Regions from separate parts of the Anser cygnoides genome. Here region 1 is linked to region 2. Evidence: chromatin contacts called from public Hi-C data. All regions are on one chromosome and are shown on one strand. Each heading gives the region's core, a stretch centred on a gene start, on an enhancer-like site or on the middle of the called end of the contact. The rest is flanking DNA. Distances are from core to core; before and after follow the strand shown.

What was found. Hi-C and Micro-C count contacts between places; a contact is called where the count stands out from the background.
Region 1: a contact with region 2 is called in a Hi-C map of liver, with 4 times the contacts expected there. The contact joins the promoter of SMCO4 here to the promoter of LOC106034146 in region 2. A contact is called at or near these places in 2 of 7 Hi-C or Micro-C datasets (both in liver).

The regions. Positions count from the first base shown.
Region 1 is chr1:201,083,939-201,088,220 of Taihu_goose_T2T_genome, reverse strand. It overlaps SMCO4 (single-pass membrane protein with coiled-coil domains 4), which reads right to left and starts at 1,607. Exons shown (of 2, transcript XM_048076504.2): 1 at 1,413-1,607.
Region 2 is chr1:200,921,197-200,925,667 of Taihu_goose_T2T_genome, reverse strand. It overlaps LOC106034146 (transmembrane 4 L6 family member 1-like), which reads right to left and starts at 3,220. Exons shown (of 6, transcript XM_048076519.2): 1 at 2,589-3,220.

The DNA of each region.
Region 1 (4,282 bases), core at 358-2,857, 160 kb before region 2:
TACCTCTGTATGTATCAGTGCTGTCCATGCTCTTCTATATCACTCTGCATTTGCAGTCAACAGCTTCGCCAAAACCCTCTTGAGGAGCAGAAGATAACAGTTGTGCGAGTCCCTGCTGGAAAGAGCACTAAAGAAACAGGTAGTTCCTAGAATTCCCTACATTATAAAGGGTATTTGACAACCACACTCCAAATCCCTGTTGGTAAACGTCCCTTTTACATTTCCTGCACATCATGAGGGAAAGTTAAAACTAAAATTGCTATAACAATGAGCTGTTCATTTATCTGACAAAGATGAGCGAAATTTCTAACTACAAAGCTTAAGAACAGTCTAAAACCTGCTTTCTTCTTAACTTCAGTCTAGGAGGTCTGCGTGGTATAAATAGGCCACTAAAGGCAGTTAAAAGAGAGAGAAAAAGTTATTAAAAATGCACTAATTAGAAACTTTTTTTTTTTAATAGGATGTCAGGGAATTTCTGCAAGACTTTTGTTTTATTTAAAGGAGACAATTTCAACAGACCTAAAAATAACACACAATCAGGTTTTCCAAATTGAGAGGATCACGAAAATCCCCAGGAGGCCCCAACACAGCCGGGCACCGCTCGAGCCCACAAAAACCTGACACAAATTTGGGGCAGGACCACGGAATGTAAATCTCCATAACATGACAACATTTATTTTCCCTACCGTCTTAAAAGGTGTGAAGCATAACGGCTTTAGAAACATAGCGGAAAGTAAATTATTTTTTAAGGTACCCAACTGTACAGAGAACCGAAAAAAGCTACAAATTGAACTCACGGCAGCACACGGCAGGGACAACACACGAACAAATGAATTCACTGCGCTTAAGAAAGAGGTAAAAGCAGCATATTTGCATTCAGAACGGATTATCTTATTTTTCTTTCCCCTGGGTCACCTTTTAATGCTTTCCTGAGCTTACTTCCCCCTCGGTCGGCTGCTTAAACACAAGTCTCGGTCCTTCCTCACACACGATCGTCCTCGCGACCGAGGAAGCGAAATTAAAGAAATAGACGCCAGATGAAGAAGTTTCGAGCCTTTTGAGGAGATTTTTTTCCTCATTTCCAAGAGTTATTTTCCTCACGGATCCCCCCTGCAGGGTCGCCGTTCAACACCGGCGGGGCCGGGCCGCCCCCGGCGCCTCACAGCCGGGTCCCTCCTTCCCGGGGCCGGCTCCCTGCTTCCCCTCACTTCAAAACTTTCCGCTTTTAACCACCCTGGAGCACTCGGAGCCCCCCTGGAAGTCCTCGGGAAGCCGGCCGGCCCGGAGCCCCTCAGCTCGGCGACTCCCCCCGGGGGGAGGATCGGAGTGGGCTCCCGGAGCCCCGACCTCTCCCCCCTCAGCGCTCCCTTCCCTTCCCTCCCCTCCTCCCCGGGACAGCCGCGAGTCCTTACTCTGAGCTGCGCCCTCCTGAGAGCAGGGACGGGCGGCCAGAGAGGGGCAGAGTCCGGGCTCCCCGCCGCAACTTCCCCGCTCCGCCACACGTGGGGCTGAGTGAGGCGCGGGGCTGGCGCCGCTCGGCGCAGAGGACGTGGCAGCTCCCTCCTCCTCCTCCTCCTCCTCCCCTCCCTCCCTCCTCGGCCGAGCCGAGCCGAGCCGAGCCGGAGGCTCCTCCCGGCCCCTCTCTGGCGGAATTCGGGGCGCCCTCTGCCGCCCGCCGAGGGTCCCGCTGCCCCCCCCAGCTTCGCCCCGCTCCCCTCAGGGCGCCCCTGAGGCGAGCCCTGAGGTGAGGGCGGGAAGCTGAGGGGCCGGGAGGCCGCCGCCTCAGCGCTGCCTTCCCCGGGGGGGCACCGGCCAGGGGAGCCCTTCGGCGGCTTTTCTCGGTAGAAGAGGGTGAAGGGACCCCCACTGGTCCCCCACCGGACCCCTGATCCCCCACTGGTCCCCCATCAGCCCCCCACCGGCCCCCCGCTGTGTCTGGTCATACGGGACAGGTGCACGGCAGCCGGCTGGAAAGGCCGGCGCAAAATCATCGTCTGTTCCTGAGGAGATCTCTCTCTCTGGTGTTGCAGTAAAAGGCTTATCACAAGTGCGTTTGTCTGTTCATTAAATAAGGGAGTGCGAAAAGAGGTGGAATTAGAGTGGAGATTACTGACATTACTTTCTTGCATAGCATTGGGAGGGAAGCGCTTGTTACCAACTCCGAAATGATCGTCCCAAACACACATAGAGAGATGCCCCATGTCCTCCAAGTGAATGGGGACAGTGGGAGTGTGAATTCACTGAGAAACCCTATTGCACCCACCCCAAGCTGCTGCCTGCACCAGCAGGACCCCAAACATCTGTAGCTGCTGCATGGTCTTCATGGCTTAGGCTGGCTCCGCCGCGGAGATGCTCTCCTTTCTCACCGAGAAGAAGAAATCCCTTGCTGTGTTCCTGAAGAGACAGTAGCTGCAACTGGTAGGCGATAAAAGATCTCGGGCATCTGTTTGCATTTTCCCCTTTGCCGGGTTGCGTTTTGAAAATAGGAGACATCACCTGGGCTCCGTGGTATCCGAATGCCTGGCATGGAGGTTTACACTGAAAAGGTCAGTCGGGAGGGATCTCCCCCTTCTCCCAGGTTAATAACAGCTACAAAGCTGCTCCCGAGCTTAATGGTGTCATCCTTCTCCTAATGCTTTTCTCAGAGTTCAAAATGTTTCCTGCAAGAGCATTCTCATCAGGCACCTTCATGTAACCTTAATATACCTTCTAATTGAGTGATATTGGAGTGTCATGTTGTTACTTCCTATTGCACTTCTTTCTGCTGAAAACATCCATTTCTTCCAGTTGTGGGCAGATTTTTTAATCTCGAGGTGTACTGCCAATTTGAGATTAGAATCTGACTTTGAAGTTGTAAGGAAGTGCTGTTCCTGATGTTCAAATAACACTGAACTGCTTAGGGCTAAAGCAGAGAAGAAATAAAATTGTGTTTTTCTAAAACATCTCTCACACTGTGGTTATCTCAAAGGGCTTTATGAAGTAATGTCAAGTAAAGCAAAGCACCTTTAAGCAAAGCAGCAGTTCTGTGCACAAATGTACCTTCGGACATAGAATTTTTTTGGCCAAGACACTAAAGTTATCCATAATCATTTAATAGGGCTATTATGTATGTTTAATGATCACCTGCAATGGCATGAGAAATGTCCTATAGTGGTCATCACTTAAAACCATTAAGGAAGGATGAAGTGTGCATATATCGAATTCATCCTTGGACTGATTGGACTGTGTAACAACATGCAGTTCAGTCACATTAGGATTACAGTGTACGTGTGAATTTTTCCTGCATACTCCAGTAAAGCTATTACCCTTATAAAGGACATAATGTGTTGGCTATTAAGTTATGCATGTATGCTGAAGTACCTGAACAACAAACTACACCTGAACTTGTTGCAGGGAGAGATCTGACCCGCGCTGGGTGGCAGGCAGGTAATTGCTACTGTAATCATTCTAGCTTCAGGACTACTCTGTAACAACAGGACATTGCCATTTAGGAAACAGTTTCATTTCTAACCTTTAAGCAGAAGGATGTATGTGGACCATATAGGATTTTCCAATCTGCATCTGTCCACAATAGATATGATTAAGTGCATTTTTGTTTAGCTATTGATTTATTCACCTGGCTTCCTCAAATGTCAGATATATGTATGGTTTTTTGTCCAAGAAAAATAGGGTTGTTTGGAGTATTGATTGCAGCAGCGGAGTCTGCGGTACAGCTCAGTAGAAGGTTTGGTTCACATTTTAAGACATTGCACTGTTCTTTAATAAACCTGCAACTCCTTTGGATGTAGATGTAAAATCTGCTGCCAGGATTATATTGTAATCTTTATTACTTTATTTTTAATCTAGGAAAAAAAAAAAAGTCTTTTCAGATTGTTTTGAATTATCAGTGTGCAGTAATCCTCCCTTAAACCTGCTTAGACTTTATAGATTTTATATGCAGTAGCATAAAAGGATGGGAAATGTTATTATTAAATTCAGATTTTTTTTTCTTTTTTGGTATTATACCTCTGTGATGGTAGCAGCTTAGTCTTTTAATATGCACATATGCTTTTAAAAATCTGTGTGTATGGAGAGAAAGAGAAAAAATCACACATAAACAGTAATCAAATTGCAATGACTCCTGTAGTAGTTACAAGTTCAAATACAAACTACAATTTTATGGGTGCACTATAAACACTACAAGAGACTTTTCATGGAGAATCTTTTCCTTTTCAGAGACCTTACAGTGGCAAAACCTTCCAGATAACATCTTTTCCAGCTAAGAAACAGATGTGGGTTGTCT
Region 2 (4,471 bases), core at 1,971-4,470:
CACAGAGCCATCCCACCATAATGTGTAAAACTGCAGCTTAACACTCCAGAGCGGTCAGGTTTTTCTTCCAAGATCAAAGAATCATCTGTTAAAATCAAAGAATCGACACAAATGAGGCTCTGGTTGGAAGAGGTCTCTGCAGGTGTGCAGTCCAACTTCTTGCTGAAAGCTGAGTGCCACCAGCACTAGAGCTCTGCATCAGCCATGGCTTTGTGTGGCTGAGCCTTGAAACCCCCATAGGATGGAGCTAAAATGATGTCATTTGAGGACCTGTTACAGGGCTGCCACAGCATCTGGGTGAAAACATCTTTCCTCCCATCTTGTCTGAACCTCATAAGCTGCAAATGTTGCAGTTGCTCCTCACTTTATCCTCTCCTATCTCTCCATCACCTTCATCATTCCCCTCCAAGCCTTCTGTAGGCTGCTATTAGATCTCCCTTCACCGAACTAAACAACCCCAGCTCATGCTACACCTGTGCTACAATCTTTAGCCAACAAGAGAAGGCTGATCAATACAAAGCTGGATCCACAGATATTTCTCCATGGAAGGTTGGAAATTTCAGACTATTGGAACTGAGGTTATTGAACTTTCACACTGCTATTAACTTTACGGGACAAACTGATCACAACTTCTTCTGATCAGGGGTTGTTCAGCTTGGAGAAGAGAAGGGGAGACCTTATAGAAGCCTTCCAGTGCCTAAAGGGAGCTTATAAGAAAGACAGAGAAAGACTTTTTACCAGGACCTGTAGTGAAAAGAAAAGGGGAAATGGTTTTAAACTAAAAAAAAAAAAAAAAAAAGGAGTTGAGTAAGATTAGATATTAGGAGGAAATTCTTTACTGTGAGAGTGGTGAGGCCCTGGCACAGGCTGCCCAGAGAAGCTGTGGATGCCCCATCCCTGGAGGTGCTCAAGGCCAGGCTGGATGGGGCTTTGGGCACCCTGGTCTGGTGTGAGATGTCTTTGCCCATGGCAGGGGGTTGGAACTGGGTGGGCTTTAAGGTCCCTTCCAGCCCAAACCATTCTGTTATTCTTATAACTTCACTCCAGCTCAAGGTTTCCAAATGCATAAAAAAAAACGTGCAGGTTTCTGTCCTCAGAGAAAGCTGGTGATTTATGACAAAAGAGGTTCTGCTTTATGATCAGCACGTAAAATGTAAAAGAAGGATCTGGATACCCACTGTTTTGTTACACACACCTGTGTTATACACACGCACCCATGCACGCACACAAGCCTACGCTTGCTACGTGCAAATAGTTTTTGTAATAGCCAAGGCAGTAAACAGTGAAACCTGCCTCAATTTAGTCATGTGCATTGGCTAATCCTGAAAGTTTTGTGTCAAAAGTTGGTGTTGGGAAGATATTAAGCAGAGTAGGAGTACAGAAATCAATCCAGGTTGGGTTCCCAAGCAAAAAAGCCCAGGCAGAAGGCAGTATGAAGATCTTTGAGACAGCCAGAGACAGACTGAACCCGGCTTTGATGACAGAATGAAGACAGCAAAAAGGTGAGGTAAGGCATGAAGACAGACCTGTGTTCTCAGACCTCTGATTTGAAGGGATTCGGTATATTGCTGCGAGGGCTCTGCAATTGCCAGAGACTTCTGAGTTTGCATTTCTACAGCAAAAAATTGCATTGTTCTCTGTTGCTATGAATTTAATAAGAGCACTCTGCTCATATGCATTATCTTCTGAGTACTTTATAATCACATTATGCATTCTAATCCAGCTTTAAAACAAGTTATCTGGCATTAAACTATTTCAGAAAGGAACGTTTAACTTGGTTTATGGTCATTACCTATTGTTTATATAATGCTCAAAATTGGGCAGGGCATTTTGCAAGCATCTGGAAAAAAGCCCTGACTTAAAAAGATAAAAATCTGACCAGACTGGCAATGTGCAAAGGAAGGATGAAGCAGGGAGGGGATGGAAGGAAAAAAAAAAAAAAAAAAGGTATTTTAACTGTCTTTCTCCAAGCGCCAAATGCATTTGGTATTTTTTATTATGTTGACCTTTGCCTGCTCTCCCGTTTCATTCCCACTTTTGCTTTTCCACTCGTTTGCCCAGCTTCACCTGCTCCCCCCGCAGAGAGGAGCGAACAAGCACGGGCACAGCCTTTTCTCCTCGCGTACAGCTCGGTCTTGTCGGGGAGCTGCACGCTCTCCTCCGCATCTCTCGCACGTAGCTGCAGGGCCTAATTCTCACCTGGAGCTCGGGAGCAGGACGCCGCTTTGGCTGGGAGAGCGCAGGTTTACGCCGGGAAGGATCCGGCCCTGACCTATCTCAACACCAATTCACACTGCAAGGAGAATTCAGGCAACCGTCAATCGCCAGATCTAACGAGAGCCTCCACCACCAAAATCAACGCAGCTCTGTGACCTGTGCACATCACAGAGAGGATCTGGCCGTGTTATTACAGCTTAGGAAAACACTCTGGGTTGCCAGAAGCGCTCAAAATGCTTTATTAATTCAGCAAACAAAAGCACTCTCTGCAGCTTCGTTAGGCGAGGCGCTGAGAGTGAGCTTCTAATTTCAAGCTAGGGCTTTAGAAAGTTTTGTTTTGTAATGCTGAGAGAAGAAATACCACTGCTTACCTTTTATACGGGCCTAAGATGGCCTCCAGGCCCCAGAGCTTCCCACGGCCTGCGTCCAGCTTCCCAGCTCCCCTTTCCTGGAGCGTGGCAGCCCGAGAGAGGCACACCGATGTTTTCGGGTGATGGCCTCTGTTAAACAAATAGTGGTTCCTCTCCAGAGAATGAGGAAATACCCCAACTTGTTGCTGGTTGGCCAGCACGAGGTTTGCGCGCCACCCTGCCCGATCGATTACTTGAGGGCAGCGTTCCAGCGGTCAATGCCTCAGCCCCCCAGGACATGAATTTGGGATCGGTGGAGCCCTCTCCACTGCCAAAACCATTTCGGCTATGTGCAGTTGTAGAGGGGAGGAGAGGCACATGAAGAGGAGCACCCTGTGCTGTGCAGAAAGCGCGGTCAAAGCACAAGGCAGTGGTACAGCAAACTCCATCAGTCGGTGCAGAGTCATCTTCCGCACAGCAGGCTTTTGTTGGTTAAAGTTTGGCTTTGGCTTTGCTCCAAAGCATGCTGCTTTCAGCCCAAAAGGGAGGGTAGGAGTGATAGCTCAAGGGGTGAGAGACAAGGGCAGATAACAATCTCATAGGGGAGTAAGGTGTGGTTTGGGGATTATTCCCACTCTTCACCTCACTGGCTTTCTTCTTTCAGTAACCTCTTCTTGTCTTTGGAGAAAAATTCTCACTGTGAAAGATTGGTCACGTAGGGTGGAATCCATCTCACATGACTGTAGATGTCTGTGAGGCACGTCACACCAGGATGCCTTTATTCCCGGTGAAACATGCACTTTCAAGGGAAAAATTACCCAACCTATTTTAGGAGCTACTGTAGGGTTACAACGAATGCAGGTGTTACAAAGGTGCAGGAATCTCAATGCATATTCAAGCATAGATGATGGTATCTGTGGTCAGATGGATCCCACCCACGAGGACTTACAAGTGTGGCAGGGTGGCTGTAAAAGCACAGGGGCAAAGCCTGAGACTCCAGACCCCAGGTTGCATGTTTAATACCACCAGAATCAGAGGATGCAGGGAAAATTGTCTTCAACCTGACTCATGGTAGTGAAAAACCTTTAAAAAGCCCATAGAGTGATCTCAGGCAAATAAACTTCATTACAGTAAAAATGGCAAAAGTGAGAGAAGCAGCTGAACTACTGAATCCATGCCCCAAACTTCAGCTGGTGTCAGTGGCAACAGCATTTCACCCTGTTTCATGTGGTGGTGCTTCAACTCCATGGAAAAGAAACAAAGAATTAATCAAAAAGGTGAGGTTTGCAAGCAACTCTCAGGTAATCCTTGAAAGGGCAAAGGCACAGAGCCTAATGGCATTTAAAGTCTTCAATTTATAACAATTTAAAGACCGTCATCAGCTTGCACTGACAGCTGGGGCATGTGGAGTGAGACTGCCAGCTTTTGTAAAGAGTTAAGAAGCAAATAAGGAAATTTCATAATGATATTTAAGATGAACCTCCCTGTAAATCTCATATGCTGGTTGCTAGGAGTTTTGATAGACTCCTGTTTTGCACATAATATCTCTAAGATGCCATGTTTTCCATTTTCATCTAGCCAAAAGTCTCCTTTGGGGTCAGCATCCGTGACCTTGATTCAGTTTTTCTTTTATTTTCCCTGGCTCAAAGACCTCTGGGACAGCGTACAAGGTCCATGTCTGCACTTTCTCATCCAAGCTGTGTTCCTATCTCTGTATATTTCTTTACTGACCATTTTTAAATTTCTTCTCTTCACCTTCCAAAGCCTATCTCATCTGATCATTTAGTGTGTAGACTTAATACCTAGACTTAACTGTGTCTGTCTCAAATACCCCTCAGTGCCTTTTGCCACTGAATACTTAATAGTTTTTTCAAGCAAGTGCATAATGAACAGAATCAATATTG